3 separate regions of the Mus musculus genome follow, and regions 1 and 2 are each linked to region 3. A link is a contact called in public HiCAR-type and HiChIP or PLAC-seq data. All regions are on one chromosome and are shown on one strand. The core of a region is the stretch at or near the end of the contact, and the rest is flanking DNA. Distances in the headings are between cores, read along the strand shown. Region 1 has its middle 33 kb from the start of Gm38412. Region 2 has its middle 41 kb from the start of Gm5546. Region 3 overlaps Magi3 (membrane associated guanylate kinase, WW and PDZ domain containing 3).

The links. HiCAR-type assays count read pairs that join an accessible place to other places. HiChIP or PLAC-seq counts read pairs in DNA pulled down with a chosen protein or histone mark.
Region 1: a contact with region 3 is called in an H3K27ac HiChIP or PLAC-seq map of VIP interneurons, with 6 times the contacts expected there. The contact joins two enhancer-like sites. A contact is called at or near these places in 1 of 15 datasets of contacts at CTCF or cohesin (large pre-B cells), 5 of 484 Hi-C or Micro-C datasets (bone marrow-derived macrophages, cerebral cortex, cortical neurons and 2 more), 15 of 115 datasets of contacts at active chromatin or transcription factors (VIP interneurons, acute myeloid leukemia, astrocytes and 12 more) and 3 of 9 other capture datasets (adipose tissue, embryonic stem cells and liver).
Region 2: a HiCAR-type map of astrocytes shows a contact between it and region 3, with 2.1 times the contacts expected there. The contact joins two enhancer-like sites. A contact is called at or near these places in 1 of 484 Hi-C or Micro-C datasets (nephron progenitors) and 3 of 115 datasets of contacts at active chromatin or transcription factors (astrocytes, embryonic stem cells and neural progenitor cells).

What each region holds. Positions count from the first base shown.
Region 1 is chr3:104,440,371-104,444,337 of GRCm38.p6, forward strand. No RefSeq gene overlaps it. Among named protein-coding and RNA genes, the nearest start is that of Gm38412, 33 kb to the left of the region's middle. Within about 2 kb of position 1,746, at least 210 of the 459 cell types and tissues checked have an H3K27ac peak or open chromatin away from gene starts, as enhancers often do. A contact at or near this core is called in VIP interneurons, astrocytes, cerebral cortex and 5 more, where this site is marked.
Region 2 is chr3:104,317,465-104,321,388 of GRCm38.p6, forward strand. No RefSeq gene overlaps it. Among named protein-coding and RNA genes, the nearest start is that of Gm5546, 41 kb to the right of the region's middle. Within about 2 kb of position 1,682, at least 61 of the 459 cell types and tissues checked have an H3K27ac peak or open chromatin away from gene starts, as enhancers often do. A contact at or near this core is called in astrocytes and neural progenitor cells, where this site is marked.
Region 3 is chr3:104,057,082-104,060,906 of GRCm38.p6, forward strand. The region is part of intron 7 of Magi3 (membrane associated guanylate kinase, WW and PDZ domain containing 3); the gene reads right to left. Among named protein-coding and RNA genes, the nearest start is that of Phtf1os, 91 kb to the left of the region's middle. Within about 2 kb of position 2,255, at least 63 of the 459 cell types and tissues checked have an H3K27ac peak or open chromatin away from gene starts, as enhancers often do. A contact at or near this core is called in VIP interneurons, astrocytes, cerebral cortex and 6 more, where this site is marked.

The DNA.
Region 1 (3,967 bases), core at 496-2,995, 380 kb after region 3:
GATGGAACCCTGAGCGATGGAAAACGATGCTTCTGGCTGATAGCACGAAGCTATGGTTTCTTCTCTCCTACCCACCCCTTTCTGTTGCAGGCTGATCACATTTCCTTGGTGATTTCCATGCTTAGTCAGAAGACTTAAGGGATAGCTCTGCATTCCACAGGCTCTTGTCCAGATAACCTACTCTGTACTAATTAGTGTGATCATCCGCAAGGTCCCTTCCTTCCTGTCTGCCTCGAGTTTGTACGGAACAACTGCCATACACTATAGTAACTCCGCTGGACCCCTGGAGAGGCTGAAGATGAAGATGCCAGTGCCTCTGTCAGAAAAACAACACAAAACCCATCTGTTTCTAGTGGTTTCCTCTCTCACTTAGACCATGAGAACGTTGTAACTGAATGGGAGAGAGCCAAGAGTCTGGCAGCTGATCTGAGGGAATCTTACACAATTTTGATGAGACCCCCCCACACCCACCCCAGTGTGAACCAAACCAGTTCTCCAGTACAGGATAACTAGAGAGAGACAGCTGAGACATGGGGAGGGGCCTCAGTGGTCGCCTGCGCGCACACACACATTTGTCTGTGTATCAGCTCCTAAAATTGTAGTTAATACTGTTGTTATCATATTACCACTCAAACAGATATGAAGCAGGCATAAAGGGGCTAAATGACCCATGCAGCACCAGCCAGCAAGTAAAAGGTAGAGTTGGGACTGGAACCGAGTTAGTCAGTCTGCCTCAAGTCCCAAATGCCTGAAGCACGCACATTCAAACAAAAACCAAGGAAAGGGCTGGCCGGATATCCAATGGGGGCAGAATAGGTAAAAGCTACAAGGACACTCCCTGCCCCAGGGCATTCTCAGTGAGGAAAGGCGGCTTTTGATAAGTCAGAATGCCTATCCACCCCATGCTTTAAACGAGCTCTCATACACACCATTCATTCTGTTTCGACCATATTGTCACTTGTCCCCTTATAGACAGGTACTCCAGGGCCGAACCTGGAGAAGTTTCATAGTGTCTGCCAAGCACCGAGACTGGGTCCCCGGGTTTCTGCGTGCCGCTGTTCTTCTCCCTTTAGACATTAACTGCTGTAACTAGTGCTTCGCGGTGGCTCTAGTATCTGGGGTCCTGACCTCTAGAATGCAGTCCTGGGACACACTGCTCTTCCACCCAGCTTCCGTCTGTAAATATTTCTTCATGCTGGAAATGGTTCTGAGCACTCCTCAGTGCCAAGCTCTCGAACCACCAAGTTGAATTCAATGTTTGCCCAAGCCGCTCAGTATTTGCTAGTGGTGACAAGCATGGGAGGGACCTTCTCCGTGGACTGAGGGATGGCCCCAAACCTGCTCCTTTACCCTGGAAGTGGGAGCTGCAAATGAGATCACACAGGACAATCAATTTGTAAAAAAGCATAAGGTGAGAATGGGGTGTGGAGAGAGGGTGAGAAGAGGAGGGGGAAGGGAAACGATTCAAGGAAGAGAGAGGACACGGGCAAGACTGCAGCCTTGGATCAAAATGAAGACCTCTGAGGGCCAAGCTGCGAGCTCATCCTGGGCTAGGAGCCCAGAACAAGACTCCGGCCTCCGAGGACAAAGCCTGGAGCTCTGGCCTCTCCCTCCCAACAGGCCAAGCTGCCCTGGGCTTCATCCTGGCAGCGTTCTAGAACTTTTGAGCCATGCACCGCCCCGTACAGATTTTGAGTTACAGCCTGAGCCATGACAAAGGCCAGGCCTCTCGCCATTGTGCAACCGGAGAAGCCGGATTTCCTGTGAATCCCCTTACGTAAGGGTATCCCTGAGCAATGGTGGCCTGGGTAGCGCCCTCTGCCGCCATTCTCTGTGCTGAAGCGCCACCTGGAGGCCAGTTCTCGTTCAAACCGCTGTGTAGTAGAGCCTCCACAGAAGGAAACAAGAAGATGCCTTGGAACAAAAAGGCGCCTTTTGAAAGAGCCTCAACAGTTTCTTCACCCGCCCTTTATCTATTGCTGATGGGGTATTCAAGAGTTAAATGACAGGCTTCTTAAAGGGACAGGATTAGAGCCACAGTGATCTTGTCACTGCCTTTCTTAAATTCTAATATCTGGATCTGAAGAGCACACGTGAGGGGAAAACTGCAGTTTGCCCTGCATCTCGGATTCCAACCTCTTCATCCCCCTACTGCAAAATTCAGGTTAGACTAACTTGTGTAGAGAGCTTGGCAGTGAGCCGGCCCCTTCTCGGGAGAGCCTGGGATGCTGCAGAGGTTTTTTAATCAGCTGCCTGGCCCTGGGCATGAACACACACCCTGGATTACTCAACAAGTAGCTGGGGGCTGGGGGGGGGGGGGGGGCGGGGACTACAAAAATAATTGTTTAAATTGAGCTCCAAGTTATTTTAGCCTGAAGAAATTCTAAGCTAGATGGACCCAGGAAATAGGGAGTATTCAACATAAAGAAAAGGGGACCAGGCTTCCAAACTGAGAAAGGTTTTGTCTTGTTTTGCCTTTTTTGTTTTTTGGTTTTTTTTTTTGTTTTGTTTTGTTTGTTTTTTGTTTTGGGTAGGGAGGCAAGTAACCAAGCAAGCAAAACAACACAGAGAAAGGGGGGGCTTTCTTTTTCAGAATTTTATACTTATTCTTTTGGTAGGCCAGCAGTTTAGCTTCCTACAAGGACAAAAGACCCTGACATCTCAAGCAAATCCTTATCAGAAAGTGGAAAATGCTAGAGTTATCAGGAATATTCCATATCAAACCATATTACAGCATCATGGTAACAAAAACAGCATGTTACTAGCTCAAAAAGTGGCCCTGGCAATCAAGGGGCTCAAACAGAGGTCCCAGAAGTCACCCCACAAAGCTACAGTTCTCTATCTTTGGACAAAGGTATCAAAAACATACACTGGAGGAAAGAGACCTCTAAACACCTGTGCTGAGAAAACGATTTCCACAAGGAGAGGAAAGACTAAGACCCCCGTCTCCAACCCTGTGCAAAATCAACTCAAAGTGGATCTTAGAGCCAGACCTGAAGCAAAACACTTCAGGACACAGGCATAGAAGAAACTTTCTCAACAGTGCTCCAACTGTACAGCACACATTGCCAACAACCAACAACTAGACGTATAGGAAACTAAGACGTTCCTGTCCAGCAAAGAAAACAAGCACCAGCGCCTAGAGAATGGTAAGAAAATCTTTGCCTGCTACACATCTTTATATATACAGAACTGGGCAAATTAAACACCAGGAAAACAGATCACCCAGCAGAAAACAAGCTAACCGACTGGGCAGACAGTTCTCAAAGAAGGCATACAGATGGGTGATACCCAAGCACAACCAGAGAACAAGCCATGAACCAAGGCAAGCTCTGGTTATCAGAGCAGCAGTATGCAGTGCCTGGGTGCCCACAAAGGTGCCCACATCTTAATGCAGTCGCTGCTGTTACTCTCCAGACCAACAGTTCCAACAAGAGTCATGGTTGAACTTATTATAAGATAAAACGGTCACCCACCCACCTGGGGAACAACATGTAGCCTACTGGTTGGGTGAAGAACACAAAGAAAACAATGTCATTTATCCACGAACCCTCTCCCCTCCAAAATTAGACTTACAAAAGCTGAGCTAGGGTATAGTAGCACATGATTGTAAGCCTGAGGAGGGAAAATTGTGAATGCAAGGCAACCTGGACTGCTAAGATCCTACTAGACAAACACACAAACAAACCAACAAAATGCCAATGTGTTTGCTATCCTAGTAGAAATGAGTTCATTGGTGTCCACAGTGACCTTGTAGAATGAGGGTTATCATTACTGTCCTGCAGAAAAGAAAACAAAGGTTAAAAGAAATTTAGTAATTTAGCCTAAAATACCAGTAGCCATGATGTGAACTCAAGCATTCTGGCTCCAGAATATCTGTGGTCTTCCAAGATGCCACCTTGGAACAAAGCCAGCATGCTACGTACTGAAGAGAATATTCTGAGAAGCAGTTCAGTTTGCCACGGAG
Region 2 (3,924 bases), core at 432-2,931, 260 kb after region 3:
CACATTCAAGTTACCACTAACTGGGGTCTAATTCAGTTATACGTCCTGTGGGAAGGTAGTCAGTCCTTCTAAAGCTCTGATCTTCAGATCTACTGTTTGATGGGTAGGTGCTGCATGAAGGATTGCTTACATCATCAAACTCAGATAGGCTGAGTTCAGCAGCTGCTTCACTGAGAAGCATAAGGAACGCCTTAGTGCTGGGTAAAGACAGAAAGACGTGTGACTTTTCTCACACAACGGCAGCAGCAATGTACATGCAAAGGATTTGCCAGAGTTACTCCTGGGAAAGGGTCCCAGAGCTCCCTGAGGAAGTAATGAACCTCATTATCAACTCTCACGCTGTCACAACAATGGAAGCTGCCTTTTCAGGACTCCATGTTAAGGAGGCTTCCAGAAGAAAACCTTCTGAGAGAATTAGTACTCTAGTGCACTCAGAGAGTGCTTGGCTAGACAGAAACAGCAAAGCATGGGCATCACTGTTTTGTCCAAAGCAGTTGAAAAAAAATTTCAAGATGGAGACAATCTCTGGGGCTCTGTAGACAGAGTTCAAGACCCCAGCCCTCTGTATTAGCAACGTGAACTCTAGCCAGCTAAGTGTTTTAAACCTCAATGTCCATGTTTGTAAGATGGAGATAAGATTTACTACCCACCTCACAGAGTGGTCCAAATCTTAAGCCAGGAGCTGAAAACTGTGATTTAGAAATGTTACTTACGAGAACCATCTTGTTAGCATTCTCTCTACTCTAGGGCTGGGATGACCCATTGAACTAACTGAAGCCAATACGTCTTGCTCCCTTCGTATCCTAAGTCCTTCAGAAGAGTCCTAATTGAAGTTGTATATTAAATATCTAGGTAGGTCTATGTACATATTGGCTTCTATTTTTTTTAATGCACAAGTATTTTAACTGACACATAAAAACGTAAGCTTTATATATGTATGGAGTACCACACAACATTTTGAGACATATGAGTTGTGTAGTGTTTAAATGAGGGCAAACACTTCAGTCTACTCACCTAACATTTATGGTGAAAACATTCAAAACTCTCTCTGCCAGCTCTTTGAAATACACTATGCATTGCTGTTATCTGCAGTCACCCTACTGTGCACAGTCACCCTACTGTGCACACCAGAGCGGCTTGCTCCTGTCTAACTCTACACTCCTATTTTTACAGTGGGTTTGATTTTATAATTGGGGTAATACCTCAACACATAGACAGTGCTCTCTTGGCACTAATAAGTCTATAAAAAGGTTACGTCTCTGCTCTGTGTCTACAATTCTCTGACAGGTCTTCTTCCTGGTAATAGGTTTGCCCTTAAATCTTCCCTGGTAGATCTTGTTTTCAGAAAAGAAAGGATATTGGTGTTTAATATATATGATGGATTTTTAAAAAACAGTAACAGTCCCAAATAGATCCTGTCTCCCACCCTCACATATTTGAGCTGTTCCCTCCCACCTTGGCTCTGGACTTGGCCACTTGAGTTGGCCTATGGGATCATTATCAAATTTGACAGAAGCAGGGGCTGGACACGGACTTGCCAATTGAGCTTGACTCGTTCTTGTTGTTGAGAACTTTCTGGCAGTAGGTGAAGAAACACAAGCCAGCCTGCTGGAGAGAACAACCTAGACACCAGCCAGAACCCCCTCACCCCAACCCCCATCCACACGAGCAAAGGCATTGTAGGCTTCCAGCCCCGTCTGAGTTGCCAGCTGCCTGCAGCCGCATGAATGGCTCTGATGAAACCAGCCCCCGAATGTCCAGCTGCATCTAGCCCTCGCTGCTGACCTGCAGAATAATGAACTGATAAAACGGCTGTTGTTCTTAGCTACCAAGTGCTGGAGGGGTTTGTCAAAGCAGATAACAGATAAACTTAAATTTTATAGATACAGTAGCAGTTATTTCTGCCCTCCTGTTTATGCTTCTAGAAGAAGCTTTTGTCGCATGATAAGACATGGAGATCTGTTTGTGGAAAGTCCAGAGAGACCCACGCCTGTGGCCCTCCCCCTTTTCCTTTTAGTTGATTTTGGATAATCCAGAATAGAAGCTCTGCCTGTGAAATTTTTGAGAAGTGTAGCAGAACCGTCAGCTAAACAAAGTGAGAGTCTCTGAATAGCAAGAGAGAGATTAGCTGGCAGCAGGAATGTGCTCCACTCCTGGGAATAACTTCCTGACACCACTCTGCATATCACAGTGCCAATCCCTCGTCTTGATACTTAGCATGCACAGTCACACAGGCATACTCAGTAGTTATTGAAGAATGCCGATTTTCACCTGGTGAATGGATGTCGCTAAGTGGCTGAATAGATTCTAGAGATGCAGTTAAGGGAAATGGCTGCTAACCTATAACAAGGAAGTGGGTGGGGAATGGACTTTGAAAGACTCTGGAGAAGCTTAAAAAAATAATGAGAAACAAGAGGAATAGACACACTCAAAGCAGAGAGACTCCGATTTCTCTGTGGTTCTGGCCCACCAGGCAGGTAACAAATAACTATGAATAGTCAACTTCACTAAATAAACAAACAATGCAAACTCCTTGGAAGGAGGTCAGGTTCTCAAATTAAGGTCACCAAAATTGCCAGTGTAATATACGAGGGATGTAGAGAGATAAACTGAAATGTTCAGGATCCAATTGGGAAACCCACATTCCATTAAACACTCCTCACAGAGATCTAGAAGAACTATTTGTTAAATATTTTGTTCTAGAGGAGAGACACCGCAGAGATTTGAACTAATGCTGGGGATGACAAAGAGGATAATGGACGAGAGAGAGAGAGAGAGAGAGAGAGAGAGAGAGAGAGAGAAATGGGGGAACACTTTGGCTTCATTCTGCTTCCTCAAACAATCACAAACTAACCCCCCCCCTCCATGGGGGAATTCCTGAGATACAGGAAGACTCCCCATCATGAATAAGAATATTTAAAAATCTTAAATACCACCTAAAGTAGCAAGGCCACTGTTGGTTTTTAAGATTTATTCTTTCTTCTTATGGCAACAACCCTCCTCTCTTCACACCCTGATGCTTGGATGGAAACTGGGTCCTGTGGTTGGCATGTGACCATCATTAAGCCACTGTGAGCCACTGACATTCACTAACGAGGGTCACAGGACCCTACTAGAACCAATGGAATGCTGTTAAACGTGGGTCTGTAGGAGGCTGGGGCTGGCGCCATCATGTTGGGCTCTGTGCACTTAGATTCTGGGATGGAAGCCAAGACAGTGGTGGAAGATGGCCACGTAAGGTGGAATTTGAGCTATGAAATCAGCCTCATCTGAAACCATGCTTACCCCTCAGATGTTTTGTTTCCATAGACCAACACATTCCATTGTTGCTTAAGTCAATTGCTTTCTGTCACTTGCTATCAGGAGAGCAGTGGGGGTCATCTCTTAATGGATTTCTCATCTGTAAAAATGGGAGACATTACTAGAAGAGAGCATCTATCTTCAGCCTGTAGTTCTGATTTTAAGAGAGTGAGGTTATAATATTCTACCAGACAAATGGTTTGTCCTGGTCATCGTCAATGCAGTGAAATGCATTGAGTGCTCACATTATTTTCTTTCTTTTCTGCATAAAAGGCAAATGTATACAATTTCATCACATGCCATTTACATGTAGAAATGGACCCTTGAGTGTGATATCACCATAGAGATTGGAATCTAGGAACAGAAAAAGCAATTATAGTTGGAAAAGAACATTATCATCTTTGAAGCATCGGACCTGTGTAAACATAGTCCATACCTTTTCTAAATATTGACCAATACTGCTTTTAACTAGAGTTATGCAGGCATAAAATATCCTTGGCTTGCAAATTTTCTATTAACTTGAACATACTGGGAACACTTAACAGCAAGGCAGTACTGAAAGTGCCAAAGAAATTAATGGCTTTGTACTGGACTACTGAAACATGTCCACTAATGTTTAAAATT
Region 3 (3,825 bases), core at 1,005-3,504:
AATCTGCCTGCCTCTGCCTCCTGAGTGCTGGGATTAAAGGCGTGCCCCACCACACCTGCCTACTATCAAGCTCTTCTTGAGAATATCAGAATATAAAGTACATGACTTCATTACCTCTCTACAGATTTGCCCACATAAATTTAGCACCACTGAAGAAAATGACTTTTTTTTTTCTCTCAGAACAACTCTGGTTTTACACTTTAATTTCTTCACAATTGCATAACAAATCAGTTAAATAAATGAAACATAAATTTAGTGGGCCTTTGTGACTGAGTACATTCACAACTGACTCTTCGAAAGCTTAGAACTCTGAAGGAAAGCAGAAAAATTAAGGGAGCCTTGGGGCAGGTGAATACCCAGTAGTCCTCAGTCATCTACAGGCTTCCAGTGTTATACAGGGACTGTAGCACTGATATTATGGCAAGCCACTTAAATGACAGTAACTTAAGAACTGTGCTGTGGCAAAAGAATGAAAACTAAAAATGATGTTTTAAACTATGATGAGGCATAATTCAGAGGCTAATGTGATCACATTCTACCATGTAACAGTGCAAAGATATTTTAGCCAAATGATGTTTTGCACTAAAATCTGCTTTAACATGAAATGAAATTACCAAACACCAACAATTAAATATCAAAGCATGAAAATTTCAGGATATGATTACCTTTATATAGATCAATTAGTATACAATCTATATCTATATAAACAGGGATGCAAATAATGTTTCCTTTGCTTCATGTGCTACTAATGGCAAAAATAAGGAAAGGAGGAACATAGTAAAACAAGCAACTGTCATAGCCAAGGATGTTACTGCTTTTTGTCTTATGAACATTATGTGTCTAGTGTGCGTCACATGCGTGCTGGTGCCCTTGGAGGTCAGAAGAGAGCACTGGAGCTCATGGAGCTTGGGTTATAGGCAGCTGCTAATATAGTTCATGCTCTCAACTCATGAACCATTGATCCAGCCCCACTCTAGTACATATTAACTTTCAACAGATGAAAATCTTAACATTCTTAAGAAAAAAAAAAACCCTAAAGATTAGTACTTAGAAGGAAATAGTCCTGAGCAGGGAAGAGCTCTGGCTGGCTTTTATATCATTAGCTAGAATGACTCATTTTGCCACACTGAGTTTAGAACAACAACAAAATAGTGATTTGTATTTCTATCCTTTGTGATATGTGCAAGAAGAGAGTAGAGACATGCAAGTGAAAGTTCTTAGATAAAAAAATGTAAGATTTAATGGAGAAATCCATTGCATCTACTATATTACACAATGTTAAAAAGCTAACCCTCCATATAGAAAAAGTCAGTGAAGTACTCTTTACTTTGTTATTTATAAGCACATATTAAGATGAATGGATTTATTTCTCTAACCATGGAGTAAGGACACCCTTTAAGTAAAGAACTTCCTACGTATGGGAGGAGAATATTCACTAAAAAGTCACTAAAATGTTTGGAAGGCAGCTAGATAAGCATGATTAAATACCTAATATATAACTTGCAATGTCATCTGCATTACAATTTTGTGTTTAATACCTAGATTTTAAAAATTTATCTCAACAAATTCATGAAGAATATTAAGATATGAAATCAGACATATATTTTGATTGTTGCGTAGGGGCATTACAATTCTTAATGCAATACAACTAGGACAATATGAAAATATTTCTTGTCTCCTGAGACAGCTCAGTTGGTAAAGGTGCTTGCCACTGATCCCAGGGACTAACATGGTGGAAGACGAAAATAGTCTACTGTGAGTTGTTGTTTAACCTTTTAAGCATGCTGTGGCTTTTTTTTTAAGTGAAAACTTTTTAAATGAAATATTTATATAGGAGGCCTGCCATTACATTTTAGAACAATTTTCTTTTTAAAGATACCCCCCTCCACCCTCCTAAAAAAAGAAGACCGAAAAACCGCCACTGCAGCTAGTGTTACTACTACAAGATTCCTGCCAAAAGCAATCATGGTGCCATCTGGTCTGACAATCTAAGAGAGCCAAAGAATAGCCATTCAAGTAACAGCTCTTTATCTCCACCAGTAAACTCACTGCAGATTACCACAGTTGAAATTCAAAACCCAGTTAATTTGGGATTGAAGCCACACTCTGTAGCACAGCGGACTCCACGCTAGTGTGCATCTTGAGTACAGTCTGTTCTTCTAAAGCTAATGAATTATCCTCCTGTAAATGAGCTCGTTCTGAGATCAGCCGTGCGCTGCCACTTGTATCTTACTTAGCTGGTTTCACACACCTCCATGACAACGCAGAGTGGGTCACTTCAGGGTGTGCCTTAAAGCTGCTTCAGTGCTGTATTCTTGCTTAATGGGAACCAGGTCATTCAGCTAGAGATTTTATAACAGGCAAATGACTTTCACCTCCTGACCATGTATTCAAATTCACTTGGAATGGGAAATAATGAGAGTCATTGTCTCAGAAATGTTCAGCAGTGTCCCTGGCAGATAATAGTTGATTGAAGCCCAGTTTAAACAGGCTAAACTGCAAGGGGAAGAAAAGCCCCACACAGCCCTTTCAGTCAGCCTCCAAATCTGTCTCTGACTTGAAAAATCAACAACAAAACCAGTTTCTTCCTTCAGCTACACATGCCTCAGGGAAAATAAAAATACCAGAAGAGCTGCTGAGTACTTTGCATATCATACTACAATTAGCAGTGTATTAAATAACACAATAGAAACAAAATTAGTAGATTTTCAAAGGAAGCAAAACATTGGAAGCAAAGTGGCACATTAAATACCCTCAGATAACTTTGAGTTCTTTAGGATACACACTGGCTTTTAAGAAGTTACTTCAAACAACCTACATATTACAGACCACAGTGGGAGTCAAAGATATTTACTTTAGGGATAATTACCAGGAAATGGTATTGGTTTACAATTAATGGTATTGACAATTAATCATAAAATTAGATTTCCAGGTAATAGTATGATTTTGCTTCTGCAAATAAGGTTGTTAATATTAGTTCTTATTCTTGTATCCTAATTACCAACTGAGATACACTTGGCTAATGAAGTCATTGAAAGTTTAACTGTGTGTATTCTCTGAAAAATGTACCCCCCGCTTTTTAACTCTCAAGCATTAGTTAAATAAGGTTGTTTTCTTTTCCCTAACAAAATCTCAATTGTTTGATTTCACTAATAAAGACTCAGGACCCAGATACTAGGGTGAAGGCCTGCTAGCTCAGGGAGGCAGAGAAAGCATCTAGCTGATCTTCTTTCTGAGCACAAGTCCCAGAATGAATCACTTTTCTCACATGGTCTCAGAAAACCCCCTTCAAATGGAATGTCCCTACCTTCCACTTGCTGTGCACCTCTCCGTCCATTCTCCTAAATCCCTTGTACTCTCTGGTTTTTTTTTTTTTTTCCTCAATAATACTATGTTCACTGGTTGCTTGCTCTGCCTTTTGCCTTTTGCCCTATGGTTGACTTTATTTAATCCTGTTTACAATATTCAAGCTGAAAGTTCTTGGAATAAAAGTGTGTACTAAGGCTGAGCCACACTACAACTAAAAATATTTTTCCCCCCAGGAAATAACACAATTTCGGAGTTCACAGTGTACAACATAAGGTAAATTCACTTTTATTTACAGAGCTTCCTTATGGTTGGGAGAAAAAAAAGAGAACCCTCATTCCTCCAAATTTCTAGGTAACACTGAAGTTTTTAATATAAAATTTCCTGCATCAACACTCAAGGTTAAAATTGTATCTGCAGCATCCATAAAGTAGGCAATTCCGGTGGTCTGAACAATGTAGCAATCAGATAAGGGGAAAGAAAGCTTAGAAGTAAAGATGACCACTGACAACTGAATGG